Linked DNA regions of Xenopus laevis: region 2 is linked to region 1. A link is a contact called in public Hi-C data. All regions are on one chromosome and are shown on one strand. The core of a region is the stretch at or near the end of the contact, and the rest is flanking DNA. Distances in the headings are between cores, read along the strand shown. Region 1 overlaps igsf9.S (protein turtle homolog A). Region 2 holds the start of cfap45.S (cilia and flagella associated protein 45 S homeolog).

What was found. Hi-C and Micro-C count contacts between places; a contact is called where the count stands out from the background.
Region 2: a contact with region 1 is called in a Hi-C map of the XL177 cell line, with 3 times the contacts expected there. The contact joins the promoter of cfap45.S here to the enhancer-like site in region 1. A contact is called at or near these places in 3 of 4 Hi-C or Micro-C datasets (the XL177 cell line, the XTC cell line and animal cap).

The regions. Positions count from the first base shown.
Region 1 is chr8S:100,173,957-100,179,402 of Xenopus_laevis_v10.1, forward strand. igsf9.S (protein turtle homolog A) reads left to right here. Exons shown (of 21, transcript XM_018233517.2): 21 at 1,508-2,191. The coding sequence ends at 1,728. Among protein-coding and RNA genes, the nearest start is that of tagln2.S, 20 kb to the right of the region's middle. Within about 2 kb of position 2,780, at least 1 of the 7 cell types and tissues checked has an H3K27ac peak or open chromatin away from gene starts, as enhancers often do.
Region 2 is chr8S:100,236,307-100,241,752 of Xenopus_laevis_v10.1, forward strand. It overlaps cfap45.S (cilia and flagella associated protein 45 S homeolog), which reads left to right and starts at 3,423. Exons shown (of 12, transcript NM_001095394.1): 1 at 3,423-3,477.

The DNA.
Region 1 (5,446 bases), core at 1,530-4,029:
TGAGTCCTCTGTCAAAAGAAACAGCACATTTATTTCCTTCTATTGTGTATTCATGGGCTTCTGTATCAGACTAACTGTTTTCAGCTTAAACCTCCAGGGCTAGGGCTTGAGCATGCTCAGTTTGCTCCTCTCTCCCTCCCTTCTCCCCTCCCTGCTGTAATCTGAGCCCAGGGCTATGAGTGAGCAGGGAGAGACTCAGTCAGGAAATGATCTCACAGCAAGCTAATACGGCAGCTGCTATACTAAGCTTCTAGATCTGTTTACTCAGGTATGGTAAAACATACTACAGAATAAATATAGTGTTATAGCTTGTACTATTGTGGCTAATCTATTGGCAATAAACTGCTTCAGTAGCTTTCCTTCTCCTTTAAGCCAAAAATGTTCAAATACACCTAGTATAAGGGTTTGGCCAATTGGGCAGAGAACGTCCCTATGTTTGTATCTATATGAATGGGTGGGAGCTGCCATACAGTTTTTTGCCAAGTACAGACATGGGGTCACAGGGAAGGGTTTCTGTTATCCCACATCTCGCCCTTCTGTCTGAATTGGAAAATAATTATTTTGGCAGGAGGCATTTTTTTTATCCTTTAACCCTTCACGTGCCTCTTATCTGATATCACCACCGAATCGTGGGGGGCAACGCACAGAATTCTGTCTGCCCGCCACATGTCCGTCTTTACTAGAAAACAGTTGCTCAATCCACCGCTCTGACTCCCAGATGTGAACACAAACATGCTAAAATCAGGGGTGTAGCTACAGGGTAAGCAGAGCGTTGCTACGGTTTGGGGTGACCAGGATTGACAGGAGCCATCGATTGTATATGCTTATGAAAAAAAATATGGGGGCCCTGAAATGATTATGCTGTGGGGCCCCTTGCCTTCTAGCTAAAGGAACAGTATAAAAATAAAAACTGGGTAAATAAATAGGCTGTGCAAAATAAAAAATGTATCTAATATACTAGTTAGTTAGCCAAAAATGTATCTAATATAGTTAGTTAGCCAAAAATGTATCTAATATAGTTAGTTAGCCAAAAATGTAATGTATAAAGGCTGGAGTGACTGGATGTGTAACATAATAGCCAGAACACTACTTTCTGCTTTTCAGCTCTCTTGCTTTCCCCTGATTGGTTACAAGGCAGTAACCAATCAGAGACTTGAGGGGGGGGCACATGGGCCATAACTGTTGCTTTTGAATCTGAGCTGAATGCTGAGGATCAATTACAAACTCACTGAATAGTTATGTCCCATGTGGCCCCCCTTATTGTCACTGTTAGAGAGCTGAAAAGCAGGAAGTAGTGTTCTGGCTATTATGTTACACATCCACTCACTCCAGAATTTATACATTACATTTTTGGCTAAATAACTATATTAGAAACATTTTTTATTTTGCACAGCCTATCTATTTACCCAGTTTTTATTTTGCACTGAACTGTTCCTTTAAGCCACTGGCTGGGATGTTCCTCTAAACAGGAGCACATGTGTAACCCACTCCGATACCTTCTCCTTAGGTGTGAAGACCCCTGCAGAGGCGCCCAATTCCCCGGCTGGTTCGGGGTCCGTGGATGCTCTCGATAGCCGCTATCCTCAGCCTTTGTCCAGCCCGGAAGAACGCTGCGCGGCCCTTAAGGAGGAGTTTTTGGAATACCAGAGGCGAAATCGCGCTGCACAGAAGGTGCACACTAAGGGTAAAGACTTTGAGGAGTGTTACGAGCAAGCCACACTGCTATGACCCCTCGTTTAGCATGGGGTCGTACCAGATCATACCAGACCAGAAGGGACACTGTTACTGTGGCATTATTGAGTGGGGGGTTTGCCCCAGTATTCCTGTGTTAGGCATCAGGTTTATCAATTCCTGCCAACGTTACATCAGGGTTATCACATCAGCCAATCAAAACGTTTTGTTATATCTTTGCGTGCGGACAACCTGGGCGCCAGCTGTCTTACGTGCACAATACGACTGTTCCTCCTCTCTCACTGAGAAGTATTATGTGGCAGTTTATATTTTATCATAACCAGAGAGTAGATGAGCACAGATCCGACTCCTGCTCCAGCTGTACCAGTGCAGAGACAGGCCGCGGTCATTATGGTGCTCGCACAAGAGATTATGTTGTATATTTAAACAGGATCCATGTAAAAAAAAAAAAAAAAGAGTGATGTACATTTACCCAAAAAGTTATTTTCTTACAGCAAAATCCAGATCTAGAGTGATCATTATATATAAGGAAAACAATGATGGGTTTCCTTTCTGAAGTCGGCAGTGCCACGTCACCGCGTGAGGTTAATAAACGAACTGGCGATCATTAAGTGCCAAAAAATATATGAACGCTGCCACCCTTTGTGGCGACTGACCAATCAGAAGCCAAGCAATCTCCTAGTAACGGATTCTGATTGGACGCTGAAGTGACACTGTGACTTATGTGTAGGCCATTATTTATCAAGGAGTTGCCAGTGAGGAGAAGGTAGCCACATATGCTTTGGCATTGGACCCTTAAGCCTGCCCGACCCTTATGCAAGTGAGCTTGAGCCAGTGGCACACTTGGTATTTTTAAATGGTTTCTTCTGCCTTTTTACTTTTTTCCCCCCTGCACACGTAGTGGTGTCTGGTATCTACGACATTGCTCACGACCCAACTCCGCTCTGTATATTTTTCATTGCTTCGGGAATGTGACTCTTGAACATTTTTTACACGAAAGCGTGAAGCACACATTCCAACTGGTGAGGTTCACTGGGAGACCAAATGGCAGCTGAGTTACATCGCTCTATACACCCCCCTCCCCTCCATGATGTTCAGTTTGACAGGCCAACAATGGCTTTTCAGCCGCCGTTGCGTTATCTCTAACCCTCTACGCTGACACTATGCTTCAGGCAGTTGACTGTCGACGTCAGCACAAGCAATTCCAAGACATCTGCAAAAGTTTGGAAATATTTGGCTAGTAGGCGACTATAGGCAGGACAAAAGGGTAGAAGTTTTGTTTGGAGAGGTGTCAGTGGAAGGCTTCACATTGGAGAACTGGAGAACATGATATATGACTATATAGCAGTGGGTCTGTTTATGGGGTGGCTAAGTCTCCCTAAATCTTCTTTATTCTCTGCCTATGAGTGTGAGGCAAGGTGAAGATGGCAGCAGTAGGACAGGGTGGCGCCATGAGAAAGATGGCGACAGTAGGAGAGGATGACAACAGCAGGGCAAGATGGCTAATCCTGCCCCATCACAAGTAACTGAGTCACTAGTGTCACTAGCAGGGGGCGTTTCATCTTTAACTTTGGTTCTCTTGCAGATTTCTAACCTTCAAGAAATCATGTCCATGTTGAAGCTATTAGTCAATACCAAGACAGGAAGAACTCAAAGCTGAGATTGAAAAGGACTTGACTTGGCAGGGAAGAGCAAAGTGGACCTATGATTAAGATTGGAAAGGGGTTAGTTAATGCAAGATCCGACGGGGTGGGAATTAAGATGGCCATACAAGGATAGAGGACACTAATGATCATATCAAATGGGCGTCCTATGGAGATCACTTCAGAGAGGACCACAAAAATACTCTGATCATGTCCTTTTCATAGGAGTAGGACTTAGTGGAAGTGAGATTGATATAGGCAAGAGCTTAGGTTGAGATTAAGAATGATCGGGGTTTAGTGAAGTCAAAGTCCAAGCAAGGTAGGATTTAAGATGGTCAATACAAGCCTAGATCAACACACCAATGCAATCCTCACCCAATGGGATTTCCAAACCCGCCCAGTAGATTTTTAGTCAGTTATTAATTGAGCAGGCCAACCTGCGCACCAATTACTTACCAATATGATCTGGAGGGGCCAAGTCAACATCTTTAATATCCATGTATGTGGCCAAGTGAAGTGGACTTGAGATCATTGAAAGGTTTAATGGAACTCAGGACCGGAAGGAGCTTTGTGGACACATGTAAGAAGGGCTTAGTAGACTTCAGGTGTGACCAGGTTTTAAAAGCTAGACTATGTGTTGGGCTCAAGAAACGGGCCAGAATTAGCTCAACTAGTACTGAATACATCTGACCCGGGTTATGTGACAGTGTGGGGTGATTTTGCTTGTAACTATATGAGTGGAAAAAAATCTTTTCTTGTCCTTAAAATTCCATGTTTGTCTAATATCCACTAAAAAAAACCTTTATTATTTCATATCTCAGCAATGTTCCAAAAATATTTTAAAAATAACAAATATGTTCCATGGCCACCACTCAAACCTGACTATATACTGTTAAAAGTCGGAGGTGAGCAACAAAGGGTAAATCCAAGGGCACATATCCAGAGGCACGGGAAGTGATAATTATATCACAAAACCCCATCTTTGGAGGATCTCACAAGTCTTGGCAGCCTCACCCATAATGCACTTGAAATGCAGCCAAGGTACAGTTCTGTACATTTTGTCTTAAGATTCCAATTTCCTTATTTTGGCAGGTCCTCCGACCTGATCGGGTTTCGCATGCCCCACGCCAGTTTTATTTTATTTCCGAGGCGCCCTGTATGTAGAGTGGAATTAGAGATAATGAGCAGAGATACTCGGAAAAATGCTATGGTAACCAGTTGGCTGCACCATACAGTTATCTCCTTATCCCATATTAATAAAGTGCCAATAGAGTTTGTAACTCTCAAGGCTGTCTAGTCTGTGGCTCCACGGCTTCTGGTGAACTACAATTCTTATTGTTCCACCGGGTTGGTTGAGTCGTCAGCTTATTGGCCTGTGTATGGGGAGGTTTCAGCAGCCTGCCTGACCAATATTTGGCTAAAGTCCTGGATACCCATCAAATCCTGATGGGTATCACTTCTGATGGGTCACCTTAGGCCTGGAGACCATGTGATCATATCATCCCTATTTTGCTCTGCTCTGTCGACTATTCTGGTACCATGTATGCCCAGATTAAGCCTGGAGTTCTAGGATTTGTAGGTTAACATGAGCTCATGGGTGCTAGTTTGGGCATCAAGGTTATTGTGCAGATAAGCTTCACATATAAAATTAACTTGTTTCATCAGTTTAGTGAATAAGCCATTAGTCTGGCTGCTTTGAACATCATGCCCAGCCATCTCTACGCGCATGATCCCTTTTTTACCCCCTTTTTTAGGTCTTCAGCTCCAGACTGTCCCACAAATATCTCAGTCCTGTTGATTGACTTAATGCCTGGTCCTTGGATTAGCAGAACATCACCTGAAATGATCTTCAGCCGTTGTTCTTTAACCAGCTCTCTGGCTAATGTGGAGACAAAACCATGAGAGGAGGGTGATGTTTTTGCTTTGGGAGGCTAGGAGTAGAAGGCTTCCTTTAACTTAAATTATATATCCGTATATATAGCAGTTGGTCTCTGTTTGGGGAGCCTTAAGGTGGCCATAGATGCACCAATAATATCGTATGAAACCCCCTTTCGTACGATATTTGGTTCATGTATGGTGGGAGAAGACTTGGACATCGATCGGGCTAGCTG
Region 2 (5,446 bases), core at 2,173-4,672, 63 kb after region 1:
TAATGACTTGCGTCTATTCCTGCGCTCCCCTGCGGCTGAACGCCAAAAAACGGAACGCAGGGGAGCGCAGGTCGGAACGCTCATGTGTAAGAGCCCTTACAGGTCTGTAGTCTCAGTGGTTCTTGTTTGCTCTAATTTCCTATTAGCGATGCACCGAATCCAGGATTTGGTTCGGGATTCGGCCAGGATTCGGCCTTTTTCAGCAGGATTCGGATTTGGCCGGATCCTTCTGTCCGGCCGAACAGAATCCAAATCCTAATTTGCATATGCAAATTAGTGGCGGGAGGGAAATCGTGTGACTTTTTGTCAGAAAAATGTTTTCCCCTTCCCACCCCTAATTTGCATATGCAAATTAGGGTTCGGATTTGGTTCGGTATTCAACCAAATCTTTCACTAAGGATTCGGGGTTCGGCCGAATCCAAAATAGTGGATTCGGTGCATCCCTATTTCCTATCCTGGTGGTTAGATACCAGGAAGATGGAGATTTGGAAGAAGGTTAGTCCATTGCAGTGGTGTAACTAGATGTTATTGGGCCCCACAGCAAGTTAATTTTAGGGCCCCCATAAATATCCAGAGGTTCTCTGTTTCACCAATATATTTTGAAATTTCTCATTAATTATGGCCCCGCAGGGCCCCCATACCTCCTGGGCCCCCCTGCAGCCGCAGGGTCTGTTTCCTCTATAGTTACACCCCTGATTCATTGGCAGCTTTTTATATTTTGTAATTTGTAGTCTTAGAACTAGGATTTGTGGCATTTGTTCAGAATAGTCATCTCAGGCAGTTAAATCACCTTTAATTGCACCGTTTCCCCATCCATGGATGCATCAGAAATGCCCTCCATGTGAAAGACGCTGGCTGTCGCAGGTGGCGATTAGTGATGGGCGAACTCGCCAGTCGGGAATTTGTGGTGAATTTCCACGTTTTGCCGAATAAATTCGCGGATTTGGTGCAAAGTTTTTTAACAACAGTTAAATGAATGCCCATTGACTTTAATGCGTGTCAAATTGTCGCCGGCATCAGAATAGTCAATTTTGACGCCAGCTAATTGATGCCTGCGTCTCCCATGCTGTCCTATGGGAAGTGCTAAATGTTTTAAACCTCAACAAAGTTGAGTGGTGGAAATGCCCCTCCAGTACCATTAGTCCAAGATGTCTCTGTAGCGTAGAAAGTGCTTAAAATAACGAGTTGTTTGCAATTATGTCCATGCAAGGGGGAGGCAAGTAGGTCAGCATTATCATGTCATTAAAAACTCCTTGTTGTGGATTTGACGTAGCAATTAAAGGAAAACTATACCTTCAAACAATGTAGGTCTCTATAAAAAGATATTACATAAAACAGCTCGTATGTAAAACCCTGCTTCATGTAAATTAACAATTTTCATAATAATATACGGTACTTTTTTAGTAGTGTGTGCCATTGGGTAATCCTAAATAGAAAACTGACATTTTAAAAAGTAAGGGTGGCCCCCTGGGATCGTATGATTCACGGTGCACACAAACACACCATACATGTTAGGTTACATGAGCCAATGAACAGACAGAGTTGTGTCTTTTGCTTCCACACTTCTTCCTGTTACAGAGTTGTAGTATTTCTGGTCATGTGATCTCTGAGGCAGCACACAGACTAGTGATGTGTGGGTCGGGATTTACCCGACACTAAACCTGCCCTCCCATAGCCCGTGCTAAGGGAGGGCATCTGATGCCCGGGTTAGCTTTTATAGACCTGAGCCAACCCTCCCTGCCGATGATGTCACAAAAAGGGTGGGGCGAGCACATCTATAAAAGACGAACCCGGAAGTCGGCATTTGACCCGCACTCACCCGTGAGGAAGAGTGCAAAGTCAGCCCAAACTAGGGTTGCCACCAGGCCAGTATTTTACCGGCCTGACCAGTAAAAATTATGCTTGACCCCAATGTTGTTAATAGGGAAAACAATCTAAATATACAGGAAGTACGGTTGCCACCTTTTCTGGAAAAAAATCCCGGCCTTCCTATATATTTATCATTTTTCCCTATTAATAACATTGGGTTCAACCATAATTTTTACCAGCCAGGCCGGTAAAATACCGGCCAGGTGGCAACCCTAACAGGAAGGCCGGTATTTTTTTCCAAAAAAGGTGGCAACCCTAGCCCGAACCTGCCCGACCCGCGGGTATCGGGCCGCCCCACACATCACCTTCATGCTGGCGTTGCTCCTCTACTCATTTAACATCTGAATGTTGCTCATGGGTCCAAAGGGCTGGGAATCATTGTTATAATAAGGTTCAGTCTCTCCACAGGCAGGACATTTAAAAAAGCCGTTACTGGTCCTTTTTTCACCTTCATTAGCAAAACTGTAATAACTGGAAAAAAAAACTACAGAAATATGTTCAAACTTTCATAACCTGCCAAGTTCTGTAAACGAAACTGTTGCTTAATTGTTCAGTTTGGGGGTATAGCATACCTCCCAACGTTTTGGAAGTAAAAAGAGGGACAAAAATTTTTTTCCCTCACCTAGCGCAGCAAATTTTTGGACCACACCCCTTTCTGTGGCCACACCCCCTAATTACCATCTTTGTTTTACAAAATTTGGCAGGTTATGAAAGTTTGAAAATATTACTCCTTATCTAAACTGTGTTTTTGTGTCTCAAAAAGTATCTTATTTGCACCTGTTAGCTGTTCTGGGCTCTCTGCTAAAAGCCAATTAAGTGAGAAACTGTGTTTCTTTTTCTGGCTGTTCAGTGCAGAGAAAAGAGGGACTTTCCAGTACAAATGAGGGACTGCAGGTTGAGCTGTCAAAAGAGGGACTGTCCCTCCGAAAAAGGGACAGTTGGGAGGTGTGATATAGTTTTGCTTTAATAAAGGGAGAAAGTGGCACCTATAAGGCCTCTCCACTATAACAACAGATAGAACTTAAATCTATTACTATAATGTGTGAAAGGGAAATAGTGACACTAATGAGGCAGAACAACAGTCACAGCTGTGAATAGACAGAAGCCGGTGCCACCCTGTTATTATTGGACTTCTAGTCACACAGGGTCCCAATATGGCGGCTAAGCTTCTGTTATAGGGTCAGTCAGTCTCTAGTCATACACTGCATGTCATATACTGCTTTATACTTATATCTGTATATAAATCACTTGTGTACATAATATATTTTACTATCATTTCCAGCAAGCTGTGAGTATTAATAGAAACACTGTGTGAGGAGACAATAACAACACACGTGTATCTACTCTAGTCTCTGCACTGTACAACACAGCTCAGCTCCCTCCCGCCTCACAGAGAAACCATTTCCCACAATCCCTTGCGCCATCTCCCAGCCACAGAGATGTCGTTTCCCACAATTCCCTGCACCAGCAGCAGACAAGCTCTCCCCACTCGTCACTTCCTGTTGCCCTGCTGTTTCCATGGGCACAGCTATTGGCTGGGAAGTAGCCGTTACCTGGTAACCAGACAACAGTGAAAGAGTGAGGAGCTGCAGGCAGAGAGCAGACATGGTGAGGGGCAATTGTCTGTATAGAAATAGTCTCTGTGTATCTCATGCGGCTTATTGACTTGTATTTCATCTGCCTCTAGACTTCATACATATAATAATATCACTCTCTCTCCTGTACTGTATATTACACTCTCTCTCCTGTACTGTATATTACACTCTCTCTCCTGTACTGTATATTACACTCTCTCTCCTGTACTGTATATTACACTCTCTCTCCTGTACTGTATATTACACTCTCTCTCTCCTGTACTGTATATTACACTCTCTCTCTCCTGTACTGTATATTACACTCTCTCTCCTGTACTGTATATTACACTCTCTCTCCTGTACTGTATATTACACTCTCTCTCTCCTGTACTGTATATTACACTCTCTCTCATGTACTGTATATTACACTCTCTCTCCTGTACTGTATATTACACTCTCTCCTGTACTGTATATTACACTCTCTCCTGTACTGTATATTACACTCTCTCCTGTACTGTATATTACCACTCTCTCCTGTACTGTATATTACACTCTCTCCTGTACTGTATATTACACACTCTCTCTCCTGTACTGTATATTACACTCTCTCTCCTGTACTGTATATTACACCTCTCTCCTGTACTGTATATTACACTCTCTCTCCTGTACTGTATATTACACTCTCTCTCCTGTACTGTATATTACACTCTCTCTCCCTGTACTGTATATTACACTCTCTCCCCTGTACTGTATATTACACTCTCTCTCCTGTACTGTGTATTACACTCTCTCTCCTGTACTGTATATTACACTCTCTCTCCTGTACTGTATATTACACTCTCTCTCCTGTACTGTATATTACACTCTCTCTCCTGTACTGTATATTACACTCTCTCTCCTGTACTGTATATTACACTCTCTCTCCTGTACTGTATATTACACCTCTCGTCCTGTACTGTATATTATCTCCTGTACTGTATATTACACTCTCTCTCCTGTACTGTATATTACACTTCTCTCCTGTACTGTATATTACACTCTCTTCCTGTATGTATATTACACTCTCTCTCTCCTGTACTGTATATTACACTCTCTCTCCTGTACTGTATATACACTCTCTCTCCTGTACTGTATATTACACTCTCTCCTGTACTGTATATTACACTCTCTCTCTTCCTGTACTGTATATTACACTCTCTCTCCTGTACTGTATATTACACACTCTCTCCTGTACTGTATATTACACTCTCTCTCTGTACTGTATATTACACTCTTCTCCTGTACTGTATATTACACTCTCTCTCCTGTACTGTATATTACACTCTCTCTCCTGTACTGTATATTACACTCTCTCCTCCTGTACTGTATATTACACTCTCTCTCCTGTACTGTATATTACACTCTCTCTCCTGTACTGTATATTACACTCTCTCTCCTGTACTGTATATTACACTCTCTCTCCTGTACTGTATATTACACTCTCTCTCTCCTGTACTGTATATTACACTCTCTCTCCTGTACTGTATATTACACTCTCTCTCCTGTACTGTATATTACACTCTCTCTCCTGTACTGTATATTACACTCTCTCTCCTGTACTGTATATTACACTCTCTCTCCTGTACTGTATATTACACTCTCTCTCCTGTACTGTATATTACACTCTCTCTCCTGTACTGTATATTACACTCTCTCTCCTGTACTGTATATTACACTCTCTCTCCTGTACTGTATATTACACTCTCTCCTCCTGTACTGTATATTACACTCTCTCCTCCTGTACTGTATATTACACTCTCTCTCCTGTACTGTATATTACACTCTCTCTCTCCTGTACTGTATATTACACTCTCTCTCTCCTGTACTGTATATTACACTCTCTCTCCTGTACTGTATATTACACTCTCTCTCCTGTACTGTATATTACACTCTCTCTCTCCTGTACTGTATATTACACTCTCTCTCCTGTACTGTATATTACACTCTCTCTCCTGTACTGTATA